2 separate regions of the Rattus norvegicus genome follow, and region 2 is linked to region 1. The links are chromatin contacts, called in public Hi-C maps. All regions are on one chromosome and are shown on one strand. The core of a region is the stretch at or near the end of the contact, and the rest is flanking DNA. Distances in the headings are between cores, read along the strand shown. Region 1 overlaps Onecut2 (one cut homeobox 2). Region 2 has its middle 6.7 kb from the start of Fech.

Evidence for each region. Hi-C and Micro-C count contacts between places; a contact is called where the count stands out from the background.
Region 2: a contact with region 1 is called in a Hi-C map of liver, with 3 times the contacts expected there. The contact joins two enhancer-like sites. A contact is called at or near these places in 3 of 12 Hi-C or Micro-C datasets (hepatocytes and liver).

The regions. Positions count from the first base shown.
Region 1 is chr18:60,110,100-60,113,998 of GRCr8, reverse strand. The region is part of intron 1 of Onecut2 (one cut homeobox 2); the gene reads right to left. Among named protein-coding and RNA genes, the nearest start is that of Onecut2, 10 kb to the right of the region's middle. Within about 2 kb of position 1,523, at least 3 of the 93 cell types and tissues checked have an H3K27ac peak or open chromatin away from gene starts, as enhancers often do. A contact at or near this core is called in liver, where this site is marked.
Region 2 is chr18:60,253,103-60,257,324 of GRCr8, reverse strand. No RefSeq gene overlaps it. Among named protein-coding and RNA genes, the nearest start is that of Fech, 6.7 kb to the right of the region's middle. Within about 2 kb of position 1,309, at least 2 of the 93 cell types and tissues checked have an H3K27ac peak or open chromatin away from gene starts, as enhancers often do. A contact at or near this core is called in liver, where this site is marked.

The DNA of each region.
Region 1 (3,899 bases), core at 274-2,773:
GTGTGGGAATTCTGCTTACTACTGTGAGGCTTGTGCTTTCAAAAGCCAGCAGCACACAGTTGGAGAGCAGAAGCCCTCATTTGCATACATTCCGGGGGAAAGGGGCCACCAGGCACAAAGCTTAGAAGAGAGTCCGGGTCTTAAAACACGTGTTGAGAGTGTCAATCACTTCCTTTGAACGCGACAGGGAGAAAGAAGCCACATCTGGACAATTCCACCCTGCCTTCTTGCACAGACATCCTGCTCTTCCCCCTTGGGAGGAAAGGTGGGTTATCTTATTTGTTTTTCCAAGAAACCATCCAATGTGAGAGGAAAATCTGAGGCGCTATCCCCCGGCACCTCTCTGGGCACAGAAATCTTCAGGACTGGAGTTATGTCCCTACTCAGACATCTATCTCCCTGATCTAGGCAGAGGGTCCTACAGCCAGGCACCGCAGCTGGAGGGCTGCTCCGTGGCGCTGTTCAAGGTGCTGAAACTCTTTAAGCGTGCAGGCTACAACCCACCCACAAGCACTAGGCTGGGGGTTGTGGGCGAGGCTCCTGGCTGGGCAGACAGGGGGGAGATGATGTCAAAAACAGCTACACCCCATAAAACCACAGTCAGCCCCACCCTTAGCCTTCAAGTCTACTTCACTGACTCAGGTCTTTGTTTTTCTCTTCCTCACCCTCACCATATCTCCTTCTCTCTAGTCTCCTTTACAATATTTTACCTCCGTGGATCAGCTTATCAATCATAGTCTTCTCTGGCACCATCAGCTATGCCATTCTTCTTCCACAGATGGCCACTCCTCTTTGGTCCCACACACATTTCTTGTTTTCTCTGCCCTTCCACCCAACACCACCCAACTGAGCAGGATGTTGTTACCTCAATTGCTCTGTGGTTCAAGACCTCACTCACAGTAGAACTATTGGCTGGTTTCTCCTTGACAATGAAACAGAGGCTTGATTTTCAAAGGAGCATGGGAAGGCCTCCTATGATATATATCTAAGACGGTAGTGTTAGCAGCGGGCAGCAATGCGAAAGATAGGGAATGAAGCATCAGCATGAGACAGGAAGTGAAGGAAGGGGCCTTGGGTGAGGTGGAGCTGATCACAGATCAAGACTCTCAGCAGGTGCAACTGCAGTTACCAGCGTCTCTGTAGCAAGCCTTGACTCTGCTCCTACTCTAGTCCGTACCTTCTGCTTGATCCAAGTAATGCATCCATTGTTTATGATCAAAGCGCTGTGTGCACAGTTCTATTTACTGTAACGCATAGTAATAGAGGGAACAAAAATAGACTAGGGAGGGTTAGTGGGGGGAGTGTGTGTGTGTGTGTGTGTGTGTGTGTGTGTGTGTTAGTGAGCACGCATGCGCTCATGCTCAGATCAAAACTGTTTAATCAGCAATACTGTGATTCAGCAGTTGGGAAATGTAAACAATTGGTGAAACTGCTTGCTTTGGTCAAAACCTTGGAGAGGCCCAAGAGACTGGGCCAAACTCCAAGGAAGGCAGTGCCAGCAAGATGCCCCCTCCCTTGGACAAGGGGCAGAGGCTGGCTCCACCAGCAGATGACTAGCGTGACCTTTGGCTTTTGCACACACATTTGGGTTGGGGTTAATGGCACTTTGCAGGGAGCTCCAATTGAGTAAACAAAAAAAAAAAATGCCTTGCCCTGTTCTAATGGATCACATTATTCCAAGGCCCATGCCTTCATCTGGGCCCCTGCAGCTGCTCTGCAGGTCAGGCTACCAATAAAGCAATTAGCCAATGAGAAAACTCTTCTTCCCGGAGGGGGACTCTGGGCATTTTGCTGCAGTTGCTGCCCTTTGCTTTGGATTGTTTTTGTTTTTTAACAGGCAATCTGCATCAATTGGAGCCTCTTACATCAGACTCCAGAATAAGGGCAGTGAAATTGTGTGTTTGCTAAAGGTGATATTTTTAAGGGGCTAATCCCTTGTTCAACACAACCTAGAGAGCCCACTGCTTCCTGTTCAATTAACCTGAACCATAGCTGAACTCTGCCCTTTGAACCCACTCGGCAGATAAATACATTAACTCACCTAAGGAATCATTAATATTTTTCAATCATGTAAGACAAACATGAGTGTACAAAAACAATCTAAGAGATAGCCAATGGAGAAGGGTCCATGTGCCATTTTGAAAAAAAAATCATGAATTGATGTAACTTACGGAACAAAGAAGGGCTGGAAAAGAAAGGATGGAGCTGTGCCAGTAATTCAAGGGACGAAGGGACTTTCGTTTTCATATCTGCAAGCGAGAGAAATGCTAGACCACAGGCGGCAACTCTCACTTCGTCTACAGTGCTCTATGAGAAACCCTGTTCTTCATACCTAAACTGGCTTCTGTGGCTTCCATCACCATGACTCTAAGTCCCTTCTTAAGCAGTTTTGGTGTCCACGATCACATATGGAGTCCAAAATATTGCAATGGTAGGTACCAATTCTATTCTTGATTGTGGCAGAAATAGTGCTTTTACACGAACCGTTTAAATGAGCCAAGTTAGTGGTTCGATGGAAATCCCCTTACATTAGGAAATGCTGTTCCTAAGACACTGCTGGTCTTCGCCTTAGAAACTGACTTTCATTTGTGAGGGGGAAAAAAAAAGGAGGGGAGTTGCTAAATGCATCTAATTTATCTTTATCTCTGCGTGTCATTTCAGAGTGATCAAAACATGCCCAGCTGTGTCACTATATGTTTTGGTCTGATTTAATTTCACTTCCCACAGTTCCGCCTCCTGCCCCCCCCCCCCGCCTTCAGCCCCCATTTTCATTTTTTGTTTGGCTTGGAATGTCCAGCTACCCTAGATGAGAACACTTAGAGGAATATCATAGGCACGAAGGGTAAATCTATTGAACGAGGGTCTTTAACTATGTGGTTTCCTTAAAGGGAAAGGTTGGATCAATAGGATCAATATGAAAGGTTTCCCTGGCCCTGCATAAAAGGGTAAGGGCTTCTCTTTTCCCTGGTTTAACTTTACTCTCTGACAAATGCAAATCAATGGATCTGTGTTTACAACTGATTCCCTAACAGACTCAGCTTGGGCAAAGCCCAAAGCCTTACCCTAGGAGGTGGGGAGACCAAGCTGCTCCAGGGAGATGCTCTAGGGTAGAATGGGAAATTGCTGGTAATAGCCACCAAGCAAGAACTGGCTTAATATACATCCAGACTCCACTGCCCGTGACCTCTCCAACAAGGGGAGTAAAATGCAAGGCAGACAGGTTCCTTTAAGAATGTCAGGCAGCATAAAGCTCATGTTCTGGGAGCTGGCGAGGCAGTCAATATAGCTTCTTATCAATATAGATCTAACAGGCTGACCATATAGAGGCTGTGCTGAGGTTTCTGCAACAAGAGAGGCTGAACACTTGAGTCCTGTCAGTGCTCATTTTGCCCTTTCTTAGGTGGCAACTGGCGCTTCTTGTTCATGACAAAGCAAACCATGAAAATGGTGGTTTGCCTTTTAAAAATGTGATGCCTTCCAGAAATTCCATGATTTTGAGTCAATACCAGTCACACAGAAATTATTTTCCTTCCTACAGGAGAAGGTATATGTATATTTGATTACAGGAACCAAAGTCTAATGCTGATTAAATTACACTGGAGGTGTGCTTCTAACCCAAACAAAGTCTGCTTTCTACTGAAAGAGTAATGGATCCTCAAGTGGTGAGAGATGCACCAAGGAGGTGTGCAGAGCCTGCTGGCCCTTGGGGAAAATGTGTGTGTGGACTCTTATTCATAGTAAGTGCCCACAGCCTCTAAGAATCCTACTTCCCAAGTGAGACAACCTCTGTCTCTGGGCTCTGTCTCCTCTACCAGGAATCACAAGTCTGGGATATCTAGTTAACTCTCCTGCCTCCCATGTCTCTGCCCAAGTGATCTTTAAGGTCACTGTTTTGCCTG
Region 2 (4,222 bases), core at 60-2,559, 140 kb before region 1:
AAACTTTCAATCCATCTCATTACACCATGTTTCCCTCATCTCCCCTTTCCAAAGCCTGCTACCACCAAGCCCAGTCACTAGGGGTCCTCTTGGTTAAATTTAAATGGTTCTTATTTTAGAATGGCCAGCTTACAATTCAGTTTTTCTCCGGGTGGCTGAACCATGAAATATTGATTCATCTGCCCTCTAGCTTCTAAAAATCTGTTGCTGTAGTAATCTTTCCCTCTCAGTCTTTTGTTCTCCCTCTAGTTCTTGGAGACACAGAGCATCCACCAACATCATTCTAAGACCTCTGTGGAGATTTCAGTGGGGTTTGGGCCGAAGGGAAGCTAACTGTGTGTCCAAGCCCCCTCTGGCCCAGAGGTCGTTACTCCACATTTGAGCACAAGTCAAAAGGAAGAAAGTACAAAGGGAAGGATACATAGTCATTAGGCGTTGGGAAAGACAGGTTGGCAAGCAGTGAAAAACACACACAAACAAACATAAACTGTGGAGAGGCTGGATGTGGTGTATAAGTGGGTGTTGGGAATCTGAGAGGCATTATCCTTGGACTTGATTGTTGAATTTCCTCGGGGCATCCCAGTTCAGCCATGTGTCAAGTCACAGGCTCTCAGCTATGGCCAGCAGCTCTAATAAACTCAAGACACTGGTGGCAAACTCCACAAGGGCTCTCTGGGCCCTGTCTGTGGTAAAAAAAAATTTTTTTTTTGAATTGTGTTCAGAAAGAATGGAACCACCTTTTCACCGTGGGAACAAGCCACACCCGGTTGCAAATACCAGCCCTGTCCCAGACTAACTGGCCTCAGGGGCCCTCTGGAAATGTGTTTTCCTCACCTGTAGAATAGGGTAGAATCATCTTTCAGACATGGTTTTGGTGAATGGAGTCAATAATTGACAGGGTCTAAGCACTTATTGGAAACCCTCTTTTAAAAAGTCAGTACTTCTTTTATCCTTGTGGCTAAATGTGGGCTAACTTCCTTTACAGCTGCCGCCGTTAGGAGCCCACATCTGTTGACTTGGGAAGGAAATGGACTCATTGGGTAAGCCAGTGAACCTGAGTCCGAAGACTTCCTCTAGTCCATGCCACTCAAGCCCCGTTCATCCTTAGGCAAGGAGAGGTGATATAAGGACATCCTTAGCTCAGGCTTAGATGAGGTCGTGACCGGTGACTGCTGAATGCTGTCTCTCTCCAGTAGTTAGAATGGGATGTTGGATTTTGTGTAGTCGCAGGTCCTAATACCTGGTAAGTCTGGGGACCATCTTTGTTACCTTTGCTTGGAGTAAAGGTTTTAGAATGGGGGAGGTGTGTGGACTAAATGGACCTTGGACTGTTAGTTTTGTACAGCCTTTAAAGGACTGCCAAGGGCTGTGCACTCATGGAGACGGGTGTTTTCTCGGAGAAGATCACAGAGGAAGCCTTACACGAGACAGCTCTCCCCTTTCCCTTGTGTTTCCTTCCTGTCCCAATGTCTCCTCGGGCTCAGCGTGTTCCAGTTTTCCCTTGTAAAAATCACGTCTGCCGTTTCTGTTTTGAGACATCACTACTTAAGGCAATCCCTCTGCCTCAGTCTCGGAAGTGCCACAGTGCCAACAGTTTGTCTTGTAAATTCCAATCCCACTTTGGTGAGCATTCCTTTGCCCTTCTGATCCCGACCAAAGTAAATTCAACTTCTGTGCACCCCTTTGCTCCCCCCCTACTGTAAACACATTCATTGGATAAATGTAATGCTTTCTGTCTCAGTTGAATGTGAACAGAACAGCTCCCGGAATCAGAACTGGAGGGAGGGGGTGGAGATAGCATCAAAGCCAGAGCTGTTAGGTTTGTGTCTTAGTTAGGGCTTTACTGCTGTGAACAGAAACCATGACCAAGGCAACTCTTAGAAAGACAACATTTAATTGGGGCTGGCTTACAGGTTCAGAGGTTCAGTCCATTATCGTCAAGGCAGGAACATGGCAGTGTCCAGGCAGGCATGGTGCAGGAGAAGCTGAGAGTTCTATGTCTTCAGCTGAAGGATGCTGGGGGAAGACTGGCTTCCAGGCAGCTAGAATGAGGGTCTTAAGCCCATGCCCATAGTGACACACCTATTCCAGCAAGGTCACAACTACCCCAAGGCCACTTCCCTTACTATTAAGTGCCACTCCCTGGGCCAAGTACATACAAACCTTCACAGTTAGAGTCGCGAATTGAGCCCAGCCAAGGTGCTGAGGGACTTTGAGCAGAGCATTAATACAGAACAGTGTACGCATAAGTACTGCTCTGAGTATAACCACCTCCAGGATAAATATCCACGTGAAAGCTGAGTGATGGAGCTAGAGCAAAGGGGACTCAAGAGACCTGGCTCTTCTGTAGGGAAACCAGAAGGCTGGCTCTCTAGTCCATAGCAAAAGAAGCTTGTGGTGTGCACGGTTTCTGAAGGGAATTAAAAATGGAATTTTACACCTTAAATTTACACAGATCTACACACTTTAAAAGAGTAAGACAGTAGAGCCAAAAAGATAATGTCAGACTTTTTGAGAGTCAGGACACCTCAGGATTGCTGGACAGACACTGGGGACACTTTTATCATCCTGGAAGTTGGGACAAAAGCAGTCTTACAAATATGAGCTCAGGCATATGTGTGTGTCTTAATGTTAGTCCAGTTGCGCTCCCATTCTGTCCATGCTTCTGAACCTTTTTTTAAAAATTTATTTATTTATCATATATGAGTACACTTTAGCTGTCTTCAGACACACCAGTAGAGGGCCTCAGATCTCATTACAGATGGTCGTGAGCCACCATGTGGTTGCTGGGATTTGAACTCAGGACCTCTGGAAGAGCAGTCAGTGCTCTTAACCACTGAGCCATCTCTCCCAGCCCCATGCTTCTGGGCCTTGAGAAACTCAAGTGTGCATCACAGTACTGCAGGGACAGCAATCGGAGGGCCATGTCAAAGATTCTTTGTCATCTGCCAAATCCTACTACATCAAGAAACTTAGTTTCGGGGCTGGGGATTTAGCTCAGTGGTAGAGCGCTTGCCTAGGAAGCATAAGGCCCTGGGTTCGCTCCGAAAAAAAGAACCAAAAAAAAAAAAAAAAAAAGAAAGAAACTTAGTTTCACCTCACCTCTGCTCAGGCCTTGTGTGACCTCTCCGGTCCCTTGTGTCCTCTAAAAGAAGTTGATGTCCTAATCCTTAGGTTGGACTCATTAGCCCTCCCTTCCTCCACCATTTAAGCACTGGAATGGTAGGCACATATCATCATTCCTGGCTTCAGAAACACAGTTCGTGCTGGGCATAGCGGCCCATGCCTTTAATCCCAGCACTCAGAGGCAGGAAGATCTCTCAGTTTTTAGGCCAGCCTAGACTACACAGTGAGTTCCAGGGCCACAGAGAGAGATCTTGTCTCAAGAAACCAAAACTAAACAGAAAACATGTTCTTAGCCCAGAAGTTGTAAATGCTGGATACAGAGTTACAGAAAAAGTACTTCAGATGAAACCATGGGGTTACTTGGTTTCAGTATAACCAGGTATGCAAAGTCCTACCAGTCACCACCAGAAGATAGGGAATGGCCAGGACGGGTTCTTCCATACAAACTTCAGGGAGCATGTGGCCCTCTTAGTACTTTAATGTAAGGTTGCTAAATTTTAGAGTCGGAAAAGTAGCAAACTACTGAGGCCCTGTCATGGTGACCCTGGGAAACTAACAGGCCCCAAAGGGGTCCCCACCTTTGCATGTCCCTTCCTCTGGCAACCTCCGCAAGTCCCACTCAGATTTCACATTTGCAGAGTTCAGGGCTGGCGTCTGTACAGAAACTAGCAGTTCCGGCCCCTCTGCATTCTTCTGCCTGTGACTTCCTCCCTGGCCCCTAGCCACAGCAGACATTATGCTGTGTCTCTGTGTCTCTGTCCTAGACAGCTGCCTAAGTGACCCTCTAGAATGCTAGCTCCACATGGGTACAGATTATTGTTCAGTGCTGTACACTAGGTGACCGACAGTGGGCTTTGCCGTCATCCTTGTCTCCTAAGTGAATGCGCTGCTTATGAGGACAAGTTCCTTTAGAACTTTCCCCACACTTTTATCCTCCCTGTCGCACACGGGGCAGAGCTTTTCTCACTGTGGACACACTCGGTGAGTCTCCAAACTCCTTGTGGTTAAAGGAGGTTTCATCATCGAAGCAATCGAAGCACGCAGAGGCCTGAATCTGGTCGCTTAGGTCTTAATTGTGAGGACAAAGACTCCAATT